Linked DNA regions of Mus musculus: region 2 is linked to region 1. Evidence: chromatin contacts called from public promoter capture Hi-C data. All regions are on one chromosome and are shown on one strand. The core of a region is the stretch at or near the end of the contact, and the rest is flanking DNA. Distances in the headings are between cores, read along the strand shown.

Region 1 (2,700 bases), core at 101-2,600:
TTTTTTTTTTCTTAGTTTTTCTCGAACTCACTTCATAGCCAAGGATGTCTTGGATCTTCTGGTCATCCTGCCTCCACGTGGAGCACCTCGCCCAGTTTTATGTGTTGCTGGGGATGGAACCCGAGGCTTTGTATATGCTAGGCCAGCTTGCTACCCTCCAAGTCACACTCCCCAGCCTCAGCCAAACCCTTCATTGCTGGTGTTCCACTGGCCGCTGAGGCTTGAAGCATGGAGGGGAAGGGACAGTCACACAACTGGACTCCTTACATTTAATCTACTGGAGCCGGCTCCTAGCTCCACACCTTCCTCCAGTCAGTAACACTGCACACTGCAGGACACCCTGTGCTGCCCACCTAAGCCAGGGAGGGTAGGCTCAGGGAGGCAGCTTGTCCAAAACCATTAACCTCAGAAGGAGCAAGGTTAACCCTGGAACCATCTTTCTGGCTCCCGCTCTTTCCATTTCTCCATACATGATGTCTGCCTTAAGATGATAATCGCATGTCTCTGTAGATTGGTCTTTTTAATGCATACAGCACTTAGGTTTCATCATGACGGTCACATGTGTGGATCTTGGACTCTTATTGTTTGTCCTCCTCCTGCCCTCCACTCCCCCTCCCCCTTGGCTCAGCCTGTCTGTGTTTTAGTATTGTACGCATTTGTTGAGTGACTGCTGTGTGCTGAGCGCTCTTGTCCTCATGGGAATGAGCAGCGAGTTCATCCTGAGAAAGGGGCTTCACTCGGGAGACAAACTTGAGGCCGATGGCAGTGGGGGGGGTCTGTGGAGGTGGGGGGTCAGCTGGTAAGGTACACAGGGCTCTGTGTGTGTGACCACTGGAATCCACTTTAGGAAGCTGCCCACAGCAGATCATGCTTCGTGACCGTGAGGCATTGACAGCAGGATTCCCAGGGCTTGATGGCCAGCCAGCCTAGCCCATTCAGTGAATTCCAGGCCAGGCGTGAGACCTTATCTCAAAAAAAACAAAAAAACAAAACAAAAAAAAAACCCAAGGTGGACAGTGTTCCTGAGGAATGGACATTAGAGGTTGGCTCCCTGACTGTGGCATGTGACACACACACACACACACACACACACACACACAGAGGAAAAGGTAAGAAGTACAGTGGATAGATGCCCTCCTTCCTGGTCTTAAGCAACCCTGATTTGGAATCCAGAATGTTCCAGGCAGACCTCCTCACCCTTTGCATTTTCGGCCTGTGATGGATCTGACTGGTCCCTAGCATTGCTTGGTCCACGTCCGTCCTCCAGACTAATACTGTATCAGGCAGTGACCTTGGTAGCCATTTTCTTTATCGGTGCACTGCTTGGGTGGAGGAAGGACTCGGGAGGTCATGCAGACGCTGTGGGTTGGGGAAAGGGGAACTAGAAGAGACACAGAGGCAATGAGGTGCCTGGATTAACCCAGCTTGGATTGCTGGGGTTAAAGCAGGCTCTGAGCAACCCCTCCCCCACCCCACCCCCCAGCACTGGTGACTGAGGAGCGGGCAGGGTTCTGCCAGCTCCAGCCTAGAAGGATGGAGGAAAGTCTGCGCAGTGTGTTCTTTCAGGCCGGTGTCCACCTTCTGGGCCTCTGGTGTTTGTCCAGGGCTCTTGGCAGTTTTTCTCCCCACTCTCAAAGGCATCCTTGGTTCCTCCAAAAGGGGTCAAGGCTTGCTCCCAAGGCTGAGGAGTACATGGAGGCTTGGGCAATCTCCTTCCTGGAAGGAGAAGTATTTAACGGCTTTAAAAAAAAGTGCTTTTAGGACTGGAGAGACGCTCGCTCAGCTGATAGGAGCACTGGCTGCTCTTGCAGAGGACTCTCAGGTTGGGTTCCCAGTGGCATGTGGTGGCTCATAGCCATCTGTAACTCCAGTTCTAGGGGATCCAGTGAGCTCTTAGGGTTCCTACAGGCCTTAGGCGTAATTGTGGCATACACAGAAGCAGGTCAAGCTGTTCATATACAAAACATACATTTATTTTTAAAAAAAGAGTAAAAATTTTAAATTACATATAATTATTTGTGGGGAGGCAAGCATGCTACGGTGCATATGTGGAAGTTAGAAAGTTAGAGGGCAACTTTTTTTTTTTTTTTTGGTTTTTCGAGACAGGGTTTCTCTGTATAGCCCTGGCTGTCCTGGAACTCACTCTGTAGACCAGGCTGGCCTCGAACTCAGAAATCCGCCTGCCTCTGCCTCCTGAGTGCTGGGATTAAAGGCGTGGGCCACCACTGCCCGGCTAGAGGGCAACTTTTGAGAGTCAGTTCTCTCTCCCCACCTTGTGGGACAGAAGGATTGACCTCGGGTCATCAGGCTTAGTGGCAAGCACCTTTACCTGCTGAGCCATCTTGCTGGCCCTTAACAACTTTACGTTTTTTTTTTTAATTAAAATTTTAGATTTATGCCTCTAATCTCAGCACTTGGGAGGCAGAGGCAGGCAGATCTCAGAGTCTGAAGCCAGCCTGATCTACAGAGTTGGTTTCAGGATAGCCAGGGCTACACAAAGAAACCCTTTCTCAAAACAAAATTTTAAATTAAAAAAAAAAGAATTTTATGTGTATAAGTGTTTTGCCTAAATGTATGTCTGTGTACCATGTACATGCCTGGTACCCATAGAGGCCAGAAGAGGACGTAGGGTCTCCTGGAACAAGAGTTGCCATGTGGGTGCTGGGAACTTAACCTAGGTCCTCTGGAAGAGTGGTCACT
Region 2 (2,700 bases), core at 28-2,527, 300 kb before region 1:
GGCACTCAATCTAGCCAAATAAGCTAGCTCTGGCATCGGTGAGAGACACTGTCAAAAAATAAGCAAGGGCAAGGGAGGGGGTAGCTCAGGCGCATGCATGAAGTCCTGGGTTTGATCCACGTGGCCACATAGAGCTGGACGTTCCCCTGCAAGCCAGTCCGTGGGAGGTGGAGGCTCTGGGATCAGGGTCATGCTTAGCTAGGTTGAAGCCAGCCTGGGTTTCCTGAGACCTTATCTCAAACATGCCAAAAAGTTTCTCAAAGTAAATCGGAGAGTGATTGGGGAGGACCCCACATTGACCTCTGACCTGCATGCGCCCCTCCCCGCAAAGTCAGTCACATACCAGATAAGGTTGGATTTTGTAGTGGTGGGCTCTTTGCATCTGTACTGTTGCCCTTGTACACACTGGGCAAGTTCTGTCCTACAAAACTTCATTCCCACCCTCAGACATTCTTTTCTTATCATTCTTCTGCCTGCATATACATTGTGCTAGGTATTGTAAGTTGCCTAGAGGCCACTTGAAGTATACAGAAGGATGTGTGTAGGCTGTGTACAAATGCCACATCTCTTACTAAGGGAATTGGACTTCCTCAGAATTTGGCTTCAGTGCCTTGAAACTAATTAGTTCCCCACAGATAGAAAGAGATGGCTGTACTCTGTACTCTGGGAAGTCCCCAGCTCTGCATTTTAAAAAGTAAGAAAGAGAAACCCAGCTGGGGAGACAGCTCAGTCGCTGCAGCAGTTTCTGTGCAAGCGAGCGGACCTGAATTTGATCCCACCTTTAAAACGTTGAGCATGATAGCGCATGCTCATGATCCCAGCACTGGTGGAGGCAGACAGATCCATGGGGCTCACTGGCTAGCCCACTACCTAGTCAGAGCTTCTATCTCAAAAAACAAGGGAGGGGGGAGTGGTCCTGAGATCCCAGCCTCCACACCTGAACATACACACACGTGCATGTACAGCCCACCCCACACACACATACACACACACACACACACATGCACACACACAGAGAGAGACAGACAGACAGACAGACAGACACAGACACAGAAACAGACAGACAGAGGGAGAGACAGAGAGAAAGGTGTGAAGGGGGAAGGCAGAAAGAGGGAGGAAATGTTTTTGCTCAAAATTTCCATTTTTGCCCAGCCACGGAAGCTATTTTCAGCTATTGCCTTTCCCAGTAGAGGAGGGAGGATGAAGGTCCAGGGTGCCCCTGGTGCCCCAACCCTGAGCGTCAGAACGCACAGCTGCTTCTGCTTTCTCTTGCAATCAGACGATGCTATTTAGGGAGTTTTGTGCAAGTGCTGACTCCCTTTCAAACAAGTCAGGAAACAGCACTTTCTGTCCAGCGCGTGCCTTGATCTCGACAGGAACTCTGATGACTAGAACTAGCCAGATTTGGTTCTCACGTCAGACAGATTGGCGGCGGTGGCGGCGGCGGCGGCGGCAGCTCAGCATTGCCCAGCCTAAAAAGGAGCGTCCTGTGCCTATCAACCGTCCAGACAAAGGGCTGGGGAGATGGCTCAGTCAGAGAGCTCACTGTGCAAGCACAAAGGCCCGAGTTCAGATCCCCAGAGCCCATGTCAAGTAGCCAGGCATAGCTGTAAGTCCTGCAGCCCAGCATTATGGGGTAAAGGCAGGCCATGAGAAGAAATGGGGAGCTGTAGGTTTGCTGAGAGACACTGTCTCAAGGCAATAAGGTGAGAGTGACAGACAGACAGGCAGACACACACACACACACACACACACACACACACACACACACACACACCCTTACCAAGGCTAAATTAAACTGGGAGAAAAGATAGGCTGCCAAAAGGACCGGAATGAAAGTGGGCCCCACCAGGCAGTGATGGGCTGCTGTCCTGCTTCCTGGTCAGGTCCAGCATCTCATCCCTCTCAGGTCAGCCCCATCAGGGCCCTCGTCAGGGCCATTTATAGATGCTGGGTCTGACTGCTCACAGCCTGTCTGTCTCCAGGCTTGCATGAGGGATTCCTGCAGCAGCATCGACCTGAAGAAGGAGGTGGAGCTCCTTCAGCACCTGCCGCTCAGCCCGCTCGTGTCAGGACTTCAGAAGACGGTAGTGAACATCCTGAGGGTGTCCCTGTCCTGGCTGGAGGAAACAGAGCAGCTGCTCGGGGACCTCGACATCGAGCTCTCGGATTCTGACAAAGGTAACTGAGGCCCTTTTCTCTCATCAAGTGTTTGGAATAGCACCATGAATTCACCTGACATAAGGTGTGTTGGTGAGGAAGGCTTTGCAGCATCAAGGCTGGCAAGATGGCGTAGCAGGCGAAGCCCCGTTCGCTGAGTGCATCCCCACCAAGACCCATATGATGGAAGGAGAGAACCAATGCCCAAAAATGCAAAATAGACATAAAACATAACTTAAAATGTTAAGCAGAGGGGCAAGAGAGGTGGCTCGGCAGCCAAGAGCACCGGCTGCTCTTGCAGAGGACCCAGGTTCGATTCCTAGCATCCACATGGTGGCTCCCAGCCATCTGTAACTCCAATCCCATGGAATCTGACGCCTCCTTCTGACCTCCACAGGCACCAGGCCCACACATAGCATACAGGTTTACATTCAGGTACAACATTTATATGTGTAAAACTAAACAAACCAACAATATCTAAAGTAAAACCTTTGTAAGTGTAGCCAGGTGTGGTGACCACACCTTAAATCCCAGCACTTT

Evidence for each region. Capture Hi-C pulls out chosen DNA fragments and counts their contacts.
Region 2: a promoter capture Hi-C map of adipose tissue shows a contact between it and region 1. The contact joins two enhancer-like sites. A contact is called at or near these places in 1 of 39 promoter capture datasets (pre-B cells), 1 of 484 Hi-C or Micro-C datasets (liver), 2 of 115 datasets of contacts at active chromatin or transcription factors (bone marrow-derived macrophages and microglia) and 3 of 9 other capture datasets (adipose tissue, liver and pancreatic islet).

Annotation. Positions count from the first base shown.
Region 1 is chr4:141,655,026-141,657,725 of GRCm38.p6, reverse strand. All of the region lies in intron 1 of Plekhm2 (pleckstrin homology domain containing, family M (with RUN domain) member 2), which reads left to right. Among named protein-coding and RNA genes, the nearest start is that of Plekhm2, 7.8 kb to the left of the region's middle. Within about 2 kb of position 1,350, at least 74 of the 459 cell types and tissues checked have an H3K27ac peak or open chromatin away from gene starts, as enhancers often do. A contact at or near this core is called in adipose tissue, bone marrow-derived macrophages and microglia, where this site is marked.
Region 2 is chr4:141,950,963-141,953,662 of GRCm38.p6, reverse strand. It overlaps Fhad1 (forkhead-associated (FHA) phosphopeptide binding domain 1), which reads left to right. Exons shown (of 32, transcript NM_177868.4): 13 at 1,986-2,181. Among named protein-coding and RNA genes, the nearest start is that of Fhad1os1, 31 kb to the left of the region's middle. Within about 2 kb of position 1,277, at least 99 of the 459 cell types and tissues checked have an H3K27ac peak or open chromatin away from gene starts, as enhancers often do. A contact at or near this core is called in adipose tissue, bone marrow-derived macrophages and microglia, where this site is marked.